Linked DNA regions of Oryctolagus cuniculus: all the other regions are linked to region 3. Evidence: chromatin contacts called from public Micro-C data. All regions are on one chromosome and are shown on one strand. The core of a region is the stretch at or near the end of the contact, and the rest is flanking DNA. Distances in the headings are between cores, read along the strand shown. Region 1 has its middle 110 kb from the start of PGRMC2. Region 2 holds the start of PGRMC2 (progesterone receptor membrane component 2). Region 3 holds the start of JADE1 (jade family PHD finger 1). Region 4 holds the start of SCLT1 (sodium channel and clathrin linker 1).

Region 1 (3,183 bases), core at 319-2,818, 390 kb after region 3:
AGGACCCAAGTACTTGAGCCTTCACCTGCTTCCTCCAAGGGTGCAAATTAGCAGGAAACGAATCAGAGGCGGATCCAAGACACAAACCTAGGCACTCCGGTGTAGAGTGCTGGCATCCCGAGCTGCATCTAACTTCTGTGCCACACTCCACCCATAACAAAACATTCCCAGTGTGTGGTCTTGCTGTTGCATCATGGTCCCTCAAAGACACCTCATTGAACCCACAGGTATCACGCACATTATCCTCTAGAAAGGACAAGATCACCAGAGCAAGGCAAAAGGGATTAAGAACACAGGGGAATCCCAGAGATGCTTTTAGAATCTTGCCGAAATGCTAAAACCTGCCTCGTGACTGTGCTGAACAAAATGTCACACAGAGAGACTAAGCGGACATCAGTGACTATCAGGCTTCTGAGCAGAAGCCCGCACCTCTTGGAGGTCCCAGAAAAGCCCTTTGCAACTCTGTTGAAATTCCCCTTTTCTGAACAGGTACCCCCAGTCTCCACAGCTCACAAGAGTAAGTGCTGATTGGCTGGACATGAATAGAGGAGAAGTCCATGTAATTGAAGCTAGTGCAATCTGCTAATGTCATTTTTCAGACTGAAGTTCATTTGGTTCTCGATGTCAGCTTCACTACAAAACAACCATCCATTTGAAAATCTCTCCTGCCCTGTTAATGGTAAAATATCCTTAGAAGTGGTGTAGCAGGTTAACCATGGCCTGCAGTGCTGACATCCCATATGGGCGCCTATCCAAGTCCTGGTTGTTCCAGTTCTCTGCTAATGCACCCGGGAAAGCAGCAAAATATGGCCCAAGTCCTTAGGCTCCTTCACCCACATGGGAGTTGTGGAAGAAGCTCCTGGCTCCTGGCGCAACCCTCTTCACTGCAGCCATTTGGGTAGTGAAACAGCAGATGGAAGATTCTCTCTCTCTCTCTCTCTCTGTAACTTTGTCTTTCAACTTGCAAATAAATAAATAAACCTTTAAATTTATTTATTACCCAGCCACACCACAGCAGTTCTCCACCAGGAGTGGTTTTGGTGGTTCTGTTAACTGAAGGGGCAGGCAGGCTTCCAACCTCTAGTGGGCAGGGCCCAGAGCTGCTGCAACCACCCTATGGTGCACCACACAGCCCCCCCACGACACAAGTTATCCAGTCTGAAATGCAATGGTGCTGAGGTTTAGAAGCCCACCCTGCCAGCAGCAGCCTCACCTGGCTTCCTTCAGCCCCTGCTGTCCATGTGCCCCTCAGTTCTGGTGAATCTGGCTGGTCTCCAACCCTAAGCCCTCCCAGGACTGGCCTACTCATTGGTTCCTGAGCGCCTCACTCCCCGACTATGGGATTCTTTGTCAATCAGCCACCAGACTTCATGGCCCTGACCGGAGTCCATAACAGCAGGGGACAGTAGAATGACCAGACCCTCCCCGTGACCAGGAACAGGCAAGAAACTGCTTCCTGCAGAGCCATGGCTGAGAGCCACGTGCAAACAGGCACAGCAGCCAGGCGCGCGTTCCACCCAAACTGGCTCCACACCAGGCCCAGACCATGAGTCACCACCACATGCTGCTGCCTCTCGCTGCGACCTTTCTTTATCCCTTCATTAGCTGTAAATCTTCAGGAGCAAAACAGCGGAGAACAGACTGGGAAGGCCCTGGCAGAATATCACACCAGGCAAACACCCAAATCAAAATTCACAGTTAAATACCCGGGCCCTGAATGAATGCCAATCACAGCAAACCCAGGCTCCCCGGAGCCATCCCTGCAGACCAGAGAAGGGGACAAATGCAGGCCCCTCTCTTGACATAATTTGAGTCACGTGGCAACACTGGAGCATCTCTCGAGGAGAAGGAGCAGATGTGTTTAGCAATACCCAGATGGTCGGGGACAAATGGAAGGACCTATGTAATGTTTGCCCATAATTCATGCTTGCACCAAACCACACTGTACCTTTAAAGAAATCTTCCTTGTGTCCCTGACTCCTCTTGGATCAACCAGAATGACTATTAAGTCTTCCAGGCAGTGTTGTGAGAAACAATTAACAAGAGTTATTTGGTAGTGTTTCAGCTCACAATAAAGCAAAATTGGCTTTTACGTTTCCGTCTTGTCAGAGCAACCATCACACTGGGGGAAGGCTGGGGCTCCTGCCTCCAGCAATGGGATTTTCCTTTCCAGTCTCACCAGGGCAATCTTTCTCAAAGTGCAGCTTCTAGACTCCCGCATCAGAAGCGCTGAGAAAGTCTGCAAACAAGCTGGTCGCTGGGCCACACCGCCCACCTGCTGACTTGGAATTTCTGTGGATGAAGCTTTGGTAACTGGCCTGTTATCAAGCTCCCTGTTTGAATTTTCCACCCCCTAGAGTTGGAGAGCCTTGTAACAGTGAGCAAAGCCCAGGACAGCCCAGCTCTGCCCCATGCCCAGCAATAAGAAGAAAGACTGTGCCCAGGCCTGCTTCTTGTTTCTCACCGATGTCACCCATCTTACGCAAGCAGAGTTCTTAGATGGGACTGGACAGATCCAAAATGACTCAGCTAAACCAAATTCCCCCACCCTCACACTTATGTTTACAATACTGACAGCAACAAATTGCCATTTGTCCCTCTTGTTTTTGCAATTTCCCTCAATACTGTTAGAGTTCAAAATGATGGAAAGGAGTGCCTCTCCCTAAACAGTTGGATGCCAAGGTGCCCTGAGCACACTCCCATCTCCAACTTTTTTTGGAGTACTCAACATGTGTTTCAGCAACTCATATATATATATCGTTCTTGCAGTAGCCTCATGAGGAAACGTGTGCATTTTACAGATGCGGCAACTGAGCGACCAAGAGGCTGTGTAACTGACAGAACTATTGCTTGGTGCCCACACTGCAATATAACGCATCAAGCCTCCGCCTGCAGTGTCAGCATCCCATATGGGCTCAGGGTCAAGTCCCAGTCGCTCCACTTCCGAACCAGATCCCTGCTAATGGCCTAGGAAAGCAGCAGAAGATGGCCCAAGTGCTTGGGCCCCTGACACCTACATGGGAGACCCAGAAGCTCCTGGCTCTTGGTTTCAGCCCATCCCAGCCCTGACTGGGGAATGAACAAGAGGATGGAAGATTTCTCGATCTCTCTCTCTCTCTTTCAAATAAATAATTTTTTAAATCTTAAAATTTAAAAATTATAAAAACAAAGAACTGTTGCTGG
Region 2 (2,843 bases), core at 13-2,512, 500 kb after region 3:
GGCCTCTTGAAAGCAGGCAGGAGTAATGTGACCCTAACATGGCTAAGGCTTACGTCCTTGTTCCAACACTCATCAAACCAGGTAGTCTGGGAAGGCTCAGAGAACACAAAGAGCAGACCCAACAGGAAAGAGGGCAAGTAAGTCACGTGCATGAGACAGCAGCACCAAGAAAGAAGCTTCAGGAGTGACTATGTGGGGTTTCCAGGATTTGAAAGTACAAAGGACACCCCAGGAACAAAACTGTACATAAAACTAAAGCGAGGGGTCTGCGCCCGTGGCATAGCAGGCAAAGCCACTGCCTGCAGCGCTAGCATCCCATACGGGCGCTGGTTCCAGTCCCAGCTGCTGCACTTCTGATCCAGCTCTCTGCTGTGGCCTGGGAAAGCAGCAGAAGATGGCCCAAGTCCTTGGGACCCTGCACCCACACAGGAGACCCAGAAGAAGCTCCTGCCTTCGCATTGGCACAGCTCTGGCCATTGCAGCCAATTGGGGAGTGAACCAGCAGATGGAAGACCTCTCTCTGCCTCTCCTCTCTCTGTGTAACTCTGACTTTCAAATAAATTAATTAATGGAAAAAAAAATTAAAGCAAACACAAGGACCACGCCAGCCCATCCACATCCAAAGTGCCACAGATTAGGATCCAGAGAAAAACTAAACGGTTAATCTCAAGTAAGAGTTCTACAACAGCAACCTTGAGCAAAGCCCAAGGGGAGCGGCTGCTTGGCGCCGCGCAATCGCCACCGAGACTGCCGATACCAGGGAAGTCCAGGGCCAGCTCCTCGCCTAAACTTCTGGATGCTGTCCCACCTCCAGGGCCACGCTCCCGGGGGAGCAACAGACATCTCTCATCGACTTGCTCCCAGTATTTAAGATCGCGCCGAGGCCGCCCACACACCACCTGCGCCGGCCCGCCCCCAGGGCCGCCTCCGCACACGTGAAGCGCCCGAGCGCGGCGAGAGCAAAGAGGCGGGAGTTCACGGCCGCGAACCCAGGCCTGGGAAGAGACGCGAGCCCCGCGCGCACGCGCACAGCAGGGAGACGGGGGGCGGGGGGAGCGGGCCTCTCCGAGAGGCTGCTCTGGAAAGGAGAGCGCGTGGCGCTCCGGCATCGGCGCACGCGCTGTGCCCTTGCCCCGCCCACACGCGCGTGCGCGCACGCGCGCTGTCGGCGCAGCATGTTTTTCTTCAGATCCGCCCTCCTCGTCTGTTTCACAGATCCGAGGCGAGGAGCGAAAGCGGGGAAGTGTGGGGCGAGATGGGCGGGGCGTCGCACGCGAGCGCGGCCTGCAAAAGAAGGGAGGAGGGGAGAGAGCCGAGACAACGTTACCCCGTCAACACCCAATCAGGAGGCGGCCTGTCCCCGCCCTCTCCCCTCACGTTATTGGCTGGGAAGTCCCCCCTCATGGGCGGGGCCGGCCTGGGGTTGGGGAGGGCAGGGGGCGGGGAGGAGGAGGAAGGCGCTGGCGGGCAGTGATGGCGGCGGGTGATGGGGACGTGAAGCTAGGCACCCTGGGGAGTGGCAGCGAGAGCAGTAGCGACGGCAGCAGCGAGAGCCCAGGCGGCGCGGGAGCAGCAGCGGAAGGGGGCGGCTGGGCGGCGGCGGTGCTGGCGCTTCTGACGGGGGGCGGGGAGATGCTGCTGAACGTGGCGCTGGTGGCGCTGGTGCTGCTGGGGGCCTACCGGCTGTGGGTGCGCTGGGGGCGGCGGGGTCTGGGATCCGGGGCCGGGGCGGGCGAGGAGAGCCCCGCCGCCTCTCTGCCTCGCATGAAGAAGCGGGACTTCAGCTTGGAGCAGCTGCGCCAATACGACGGGTCCCGCACCCCGCGCATCCTGCTCGCGGTCAATGGGAAAGTCTTCGACGTGACCAAAGGCAGCAAGTTCTACGGCCCTGGTGAGGAGGAGTTGGAAAGGGAGAGGGAGGACCCCCTGTAGTGCAAGCACGACTCCCCCTTCTGACGGGGAGGCCCCTGGGCACCAGGTTAGTTCGCCCAGTCTTCTTGTCGCCTGGACCCTCGCGCCTGGGCTGCCTCACCTGGGACGGCCCTCCCCCCACACGCCCCCTGCTGCGGACGCCGTCGGCTTTCCAGCAGGTCGGGGTCCCCCTGGGACCCCAGGGACCAGCTCTCAGCGTTCGTCTGTCTCCCATTCCGTCTCTCCTCGCAGCGTCTTCTTCAGCCGAATTTTGCAAAATCCTTAAATAGTTGCCTCCAGCCGAACTGGCCCTCCACCTTTCCTGAGCTTTCTAATTCCGGGGATGGGTGCGGGCTGGAGGGAGGGAAGATTTCTAAAGTAGGGATCTAAAGTTCCGGCCTTGGTAATTCACACTTTTTTCTGCCACTGATCCGGCTCCCTTTCTGCCTACCACTCCTCATAAGGCCACGTTTAGGGACACGTAATTCCCAGTCCCAGCCCTTCCAGGCTGTGAAGTCCAGACGTATAAGCAACGTCTTTTAAAACCAGTTTGCGTTCTGAGATGCTTTCCAAGATTAACAATGTATGTGGGATGAGGACCGTCGGAAAGGCAGATCTGATTAAAGATGGGCAAGGATATTCGCCCTTAAGTGTTGGGGGCGGAGCTCATATACCCAGCAGGCGCGCCTCTTTTTTTTTTTTTCTTCTTTTCCTCTTATTTCTTTTTACCTTTTTGACTTTTTTTTTCCTTTTTTGCTGGTAGGAAAGCGAATATTCAGATTCAAACAAGGTAACAATGACCGATGTTTTCAATTACCAGAACTAAGAAAAAACTTGGAAGAGCTTTAAATCCCGCATGCACCAGTTGAAAATTAAATATTTTTACAGTTTGCTTTCAGAAAAGTGTGTTCATTTCGAAGCTCTTCACAGTG
Region 3 (3,070 bases), core at 453-2,952:
AGGCACAAGACACGTGCACTGAAAGGCTTTGCAACTTGCAGTCCCGGGGTGCACACTGCACGTTCATGGAGAGCAGCAAGAGACCAAGGGACCCCCCTACCCTACCCCCACAATCAGCAGATGGTGCCAAAGGTTACAATTTGCAATCCGTTTTAAGTTCATGATTAATCGGTACTTTGCTCTACCAATGCAACTCCTGCCCGATTTGACCAGTGAAGGGTTTTACACTTTATGGTCCTGCTGCAAGTAAAAGATCTGATCCCTGGAATCTCATTTTGGAAGAATCTCATTGCCAAGCTGTCCCTCCACCCCCTTGCTCACTGCCCTTGAATTGATGCAATGAATATTTTGGACATGTGGTGACGCGGTGACAAGAGCGAGGACTGCGGCCACCCCGCACGGATGTACCTTCACACACCTATGATTGGACAAATACAGTCCTCCTTCCCACCCCCCCACCACCAACACGCACATACATACACGGTCACACGTACTCTGGATTCATATATGTACGCGAACCTGCGTTCTGCCATTGCCATCTGTCTACCAAGTTGCTACTATGCTTTCCACTTTCATGCAGCCTAAATGCACTTTGGCTTTTGAGAAAATTCTATCAACTAAAGCCAACTAAACTGGGCTCCTGCTCCTAAACGCGTTTAATTGACGATTCACCTGAAACCGGCATGTTCTTCGCAAATTCGAAAGAAGAGAAAGCTAAGTCTTCAGCCTCGCGATATGGAAAAAAAAAAAATCACCATCACAATAAAACTTACGGATCCAACACAGATCAATTTTCAGGATCCAAAAACCATCCTGTCCTCCTCCTCCTCCGGCCCCCGCCCCGGCAATGCCCAAGTTACTGGTGGGATAGTAACGCGGCACCGGCGGCTGCCTCCCTCCCTCCTCGCTGCATATCGACAACCCAATCTTTTGGCGCCATATTAATGACGTACTATATTATTTCCACTAGGCAGCGACCTTCGGCATTAAATTACTCCCGAGAACTCCCGAGCAAAGCAACAAAACCATCAAATATGGCTGAGCCTCTGGGCTCGTCCTGCAGCCGCCGCCGCGCCGCAGCCGCCGCCGCCGCCGCCGCCGCCGCCGCCGCGGGCCCAGGACGCGCACACGGACCCCCACGCGGACACGCGCGGACACCCGCGCGCCGCCCCCCGCCCCCGCGGCCCGCGCGCCTACCTGCTGCGGAGGGGTTCGGCCGAAGCGCTGGGCTCCGCGCCGCATGAGTTCGGGCCGCGGCGCACGGACGGGCGGGAGCCGGGCGGGCCCCTGCTCTCGCCGGCGCGCACACAGCCGGCACTCGCGCACGGAGGCACTCTCGGACGGGCGTTGGGCTTGTTATGGAGGGAGGACTGTGTGAATCAAACTCATTTCTGGGTCACTGCTGCCACAGGGGGGAGCACTTTAATCCCTTGCCAAAAGCAGAGGGTGGGGACGGGCGGGCGGGCGGGGGAGAGCGCGGGGAGCCCGCGGCGCGGGGGGCTCGGTCCCTGGTTAACTCTTCGCGGCCCTCGCCGCTGCTGGCTCGGCCTGTGTCCGCGGGCGCTCGCCGAGAGCGGCGGTGCGCAGCTCCCGAGGTCGCTTCCGTCACCTACCTTTGCAGCCTGCGAATTCTTGAGGTGTCTCCAAGGCGCAGGAGTGGGCTTTGAAAGGATCTCTTCGAGCTGCTGTCCCAGTTCCAACTCTTGTCTGAGCTTTAGAAATACATTCTTTCAAATTAGCGTAACATCATGGAGGTAAAAATGTGGCTAGTAAGGCGTGTAATTTGGGTGAAAGGTTTTGTTTTTAGGCGGAACGGCAGAATAGTTCTATTGTTTTTATAGTAACAGTTTTAGGGAGTTGCGGATTAGAATGACGTTTGTAAACAGGTAATCTACTTCTAGAAAAGGAACACCCTCTTCACCTAGATTCACGTGGAACTAACTACTCGTTGCAAATGGATATTAGTCCATCAAGAGATACGTGAGCATTTTTAGATAGATACCACAGTGCTATAGGACTGGACATCTTCCAAATATGAGGTTCCAGCCTAATGCTAAAACTAGAACTTGAGACTAATATAAAATTCATCATAATAGATTCATTTGGGGGGGTATTTATATGCAAAAATAAGTGGTTACTGGTTTTCCACAGAATACAAACTTGCTTTTAAATGTAGGGTAACAGATTTTTTTCACAGGTCCCCTAAGGAAACATGGGTGGGTGTGACATTGAGCTTCAAAAGGAAAAGGGAAAAAGTACAGATTAAAACTCCCATTCAATAAATGGGAACAGTGATTACTAATTACAAAATTGAATATCAAGCCCAAAAGGCATACTTATCCACTGCAATAATTCTGAATATATCAGATTTGATTTCACACAATCACACACCAACCCATACACCCACATCTAGAACATTATAATCTCATAAATGGCAAACAAAACTAATTGGGTATTTCAATTATTTCCAGAAAACAAAGTAAGCCAGTAGAAGTCTTAAGTACATGTCCTTCTCTCTTCCTCTCCTGTTTTACTAGAGTGTAAATACGGGCGATGCTGTTAAGAGCTGGGAAAAGCCACATGGCAGCTATCATCGTTACTATTAGCATAAGGTATTATACTGCAGTCACTGTTATTTTCAGTGGTGCACCCTGTACATACTGTCTGCAAAAGTAAAATTACACAGGCTTCAGGGGCAGGCACCTGAGGCATTTGGCACAGCAGTTAAGAAGCTATTTGAGTGTCCCATATGGGGGTGCCTAGGTTCAATTCTAAGCTCCAGTTCCAACTTCCTTTTAATGTGTACCCTGGGAGGCATCAGTGGTGAATCAAATAGTTGAGTCCCTACCACCAGCATGGGAGACCCAGGTTGAATTCCCAGCTCCCAGCTTGGGCCTGGCCAAGCTGTTACAGGCATTTAGAGGAGTGAAGCCGCAGAGCAAAGCTCTTTCTCTCTCCCTCTCTCTTTCTGTGTGTCTCTGTCTCTCTGTCTTTCAAATAAATAATAAAGGGTGGACATCGTGGCACAGCTAGTTAATTTACAAACACTTGGGGCTCCTGCATCCATATC
Region 4 (3,063 bases), core at 403-2,902, 350 kb before region 3:
TTATATCCAGAATGTAGTCCTTGCTTTCTTCCACACCAATATTAGCTTATCAACTTTGAGTACAAACATAAAGTTAGAACAATTTGTTTGATGCCATGTTAAACCACAATATGACCACATAAAAGGTGCAAACGTAGGGGAAGTACAAGCAGGTCTTTGGAGTGCCCATAATAAGTTCTGGAAGAAAGTCATACACCGAATTTCAAAAAAGAAGTTGGCGTTTGCACAATTTTCCTTCCAACAAATTTTTGTGCTAACTTCATGGTCACTAAAAACAAGAACAATATCTCCAGCAAGTCAAAACTAAATCAAATCTCTTTATATTTACTTACTACATATCTGTATTTTACCTCTAGTTTTGAAAGGAAGGGAACATCTCATTCTATTAATAGTGAATATGCTCTAAGGTCCATAATAGGCCTTCAAATAACCAGCTGAAAACACTGACACATTTTTAAATGTGTGTCATTATTCTGCTTAGAGAACATTATGAGTTTAGGACAATAAAATTTCTTAAACTGTTAAAGAGAAAGCCAAAGCTATATTCAGGTGTATTTATGACAAGTCTGCTTGGCAAAACTTTTCTTCAATCCATAACAATACAATCTATTTAAAAACAAGAAAACTAGTGATTTGCTTCAAATTAACATTTTTATTGCTAGTATTGAGATTTCCTCCAATGTTAACTGACTTTTAAAAAGTGAAATTTTGGGCCCACTGTAGTACCTGGTGGCACAGGCATCACACAGGGAATCTGGTTCCTGTCCCTGCTGCTCTGCTTTGGGTACAGCTCTCTGCTATGGCCTGGGAAGCAGTAGAAGATGGCCCAAGTCCTTGGGCCCCTGCACCCAAGTGGGAGACTTGCCCAGCTGCAGCTATTGTGGCCATCTGGGGAGTGAACCAGCTGATGGAAGATTCTCTCTCTCTCTCTTCCTCTCCCTCTCCTCCCCCCTGTCATTTCTCCCTCTCAGAAACTCTTTTAAATAAATAAATCTTTTTCTTTAAAAAAAAAAGTGAGATTTAAACTCAGACAAAACCAATGTTTTAAAAAAGGAAATTGTAATCTCTTCAGGAATGTAAATTTCACCTACTTCTCTCCTGCAAAAAGTGTAATTTTTCTCTATTCGAGGAACCAATGTGAAGAAAAAACTGCGGAATTGGCAGATCTTTGGAGGACTTCCAACCACATCCCTTCCTACCACACAGCTAAATATTTAAACAGTAGCTTCCTCCTTTCGTTAGAGAGCTCCGAGGGCCAAGCCAGTACTTAGTTTCTGGAGATAAACATATCCATATACAGAAATTCTCCACAGACGCCGCTTGGCGAGGGACTCTGAGGACCGCAGCCTCGGTTCCGCCCCCAGCCGCGGGAACCTACGACTTTTCCACCCCGAGAGACCCCTGTCAAGAATGTGCACAGCATATTAATAACCCAAAGATACTGAAACCATTTAATGCTCTACTCACGTTACAATTTTTAGTTTTCTACAAAAGAAAGAGAAAACAAACACTGGGCCCACCACCTGTTAGACACTTGCCCGCCGCTGCCCGCGGCGCCAAGTCGGTGGCTCAGCCTGCTGTCATCCAATTTCTCAAGGTTCCGCCCATCGCTCGACAGCTAGCCAATAGCCTGCTAGATTTCTCAGGAGCGCGATGACGTAAGGCGGACGCTCGCGTGATGACGCAGGCGGCGTCACCGTCTCCAAGGAGCGGTCCGGGGCACCGGTTTCAAAGTCGCAGGGCGGGCCGAGTGGACTTCCGCTGCTGGCCCGGGGCTTCCCTACCATCTTGGCGTCGCCCCCTCGCTCCGTGAAGGATGCCGCCTCCAGGCTGCCCGCCGGCTCCCTTGGTGCACTCCTAGGTTGCAGGACAAGACCTCTAGGAACCTACGGGACGCCTGTCGCCCCGCGTCCCTGTCCCACCCGGTGGGATTCGGTTGAACGTGGAACAGAATTCACTTGGCGCGTCCTTATCAACCCTGGAATCGGAAATCTCTGGCCAGGGAGAGGGACTGGTCTGGGAGTCGGGAGAAGGCAGAGCGTCAGGGCTGCGGGCGCCGCGTGAATGGGATGCTGATTACACCGCCTGACAGCCTCCGGATCCTTGCTTAGTTTTGTTTTCCCGCATAGCGAGCTCCGTGTTTTTCAGAAGCTAAAGGTAGTGAAAGCTCCAAATTAAAACTGTCGAAATGGCCACGGAAATTGACTTTCTGAGAGACCAAAGTAAGCTCCATATTCCTATATATATATATATTTTTTTTTTTTTTGAAAAATCGTAGTGCACAATGTTTAGTGTTCTTGTTGACAGCGCATGTTTTTTTGAAATGCCTTGTTGGGTTCATGGAAATTTGTAAAAGCTTAAAGTTAGCTGCGGAAAAAATCTTGGTGCATGCACACCGATATGTGTATCCTTAAACGGAACCGTTTGATAAATCCTTGTGGGTCCTGAAGCTTACATAGGACATTCTAGACACTAAACATGTTTGTTATGCTCCTCTCGTGCTCTGAAGACATTACAGGGCTGATGGCCAGGAAGAGTTTCCAAGTCTGCAGTTAGAACAGAACCGAAAGGCACAGCTCGGGCTGTTTGTTCAAAATATGTTACTGAGCTTATTTCTAGTATATGCCAGGCACCGTACAATCATAACCCTGCAGTGATAAGGAGGACGTTTTCACCCTCCAAGAATTTGATTTGGGAAGGTAAATATGTAAATTTAATAAATTGGAATGAAGTGGCAGCAACTGCTAACTCTTGCCTCAGTTTCCTCAGTTGTCAGAATGATTAAATGAGCAATAAAATATGTAAAGGGTTTAGAATAGTATTTGATGCATTTTAGTAAACAAATATTAATTTATAGGATTTTTGCTAAGCTGTGATCAAGGAAAATGCCCTTTGGACTTACATTTGAACTACCAGTATCAATTTCCTCCATAAAAAACTGTGAGCATCCCAACTAAAACAGTATTTGCAACATTGAGAGGATTGGGAATCTGCTTTGTTAAAGACTTAGAACAAGGTTGGCTGGAATGGAATATGGAGGTTCATACAGGGAAATAGGTGAGC

Evidence for each region. Hi-C and Micro-C count contacts between places; a contact is called where the count stands out from the background.
Region 1: a Micro-C map of ear pinna shows a contact between it and region 3, with 4 times the contacts expected there. The contact joins the enhancer-like site here to the promoter of JADE1 in region 3. A contact is called at or near these places in 2 of 6 Hi-C or Micro-C datasets (ear pinna and psoas muscle).
Region 2: a contact with region 3 is called in a Micro-C map of ear pinna, with 8 times the contacts expected there. The contact joins the promoter of PGRMC2 here to the promoter of JADE1 in region 3. A contact is called at or near these places in 2 of 6 Hi-C or Micro-C datasets (ear pinna and an unstated tissue).
Region 4: a Micro-C map of ear pinna shows a contact between it and region 3, with 3 times the contacts expected there. The contact joins the promoter of SCLT1 here to the promoter of JADE1 in region 3. A contact is called at or near these places in 2 of 6 Hi-C or Micro-C datasets (ear pinna and an unstated tissue).

The regions. Positions count from the first base shown.
Region 1 is chr8:36,344,668-36,347,850 of mOryCun1.1, forward strand. No RefSeq gene overlaps it. Among named protein-coding and RNA genes, the nearest start is that of PGRMC2, 110 kb to the right of the region's middle. Within about 2 kb of position 1,569, at least 5 of the 8 cell types and tissues checked have an H3K27ac peak or open chromatin away from gene starts, as enhancers often do. A contact at or near this core is called in ear pinna, where this site is marked.
Region 2 is chr8:36,456,812-36,459,654 of mOryCun1.1, forward strand. PGRMC2 (progesterone receptor membrane component 2) reads left to right here and starts at 1,263. Exons shown (of 3, transcript XM_002717245.5): 1 at 1,263-1,891. The coding sequence starts at 1,474.
Region 3 is chr8:35,951,943-35,955,012 of mOryCun1.1, forward strand. It overlaps JADE1 (jade family PHD finger 1), which reads right to left and starts at 1,703. Exons shown (of 11, transcript XM_051819883.2): 1 at 1,614-1,703.
Region 4 is chr8:35,599,262-35,602,324 of mOryCun1.1, forward strand. It overlaps SCLT1 (sodium channel and clathrin linker 1), which reads left to right and starts at 1,653. Exons shown (of 21, transcript XM_017347573.3): 1 at 1,653-2,222. The coding sequence starts at 2,189. C8H4orf33 (chromosome 8 C4orf33 homolog) reads right to left here and starts at 1,607. Exons shown (of 6, transcript XM_008267961.4): 1 at 1,524-1,607.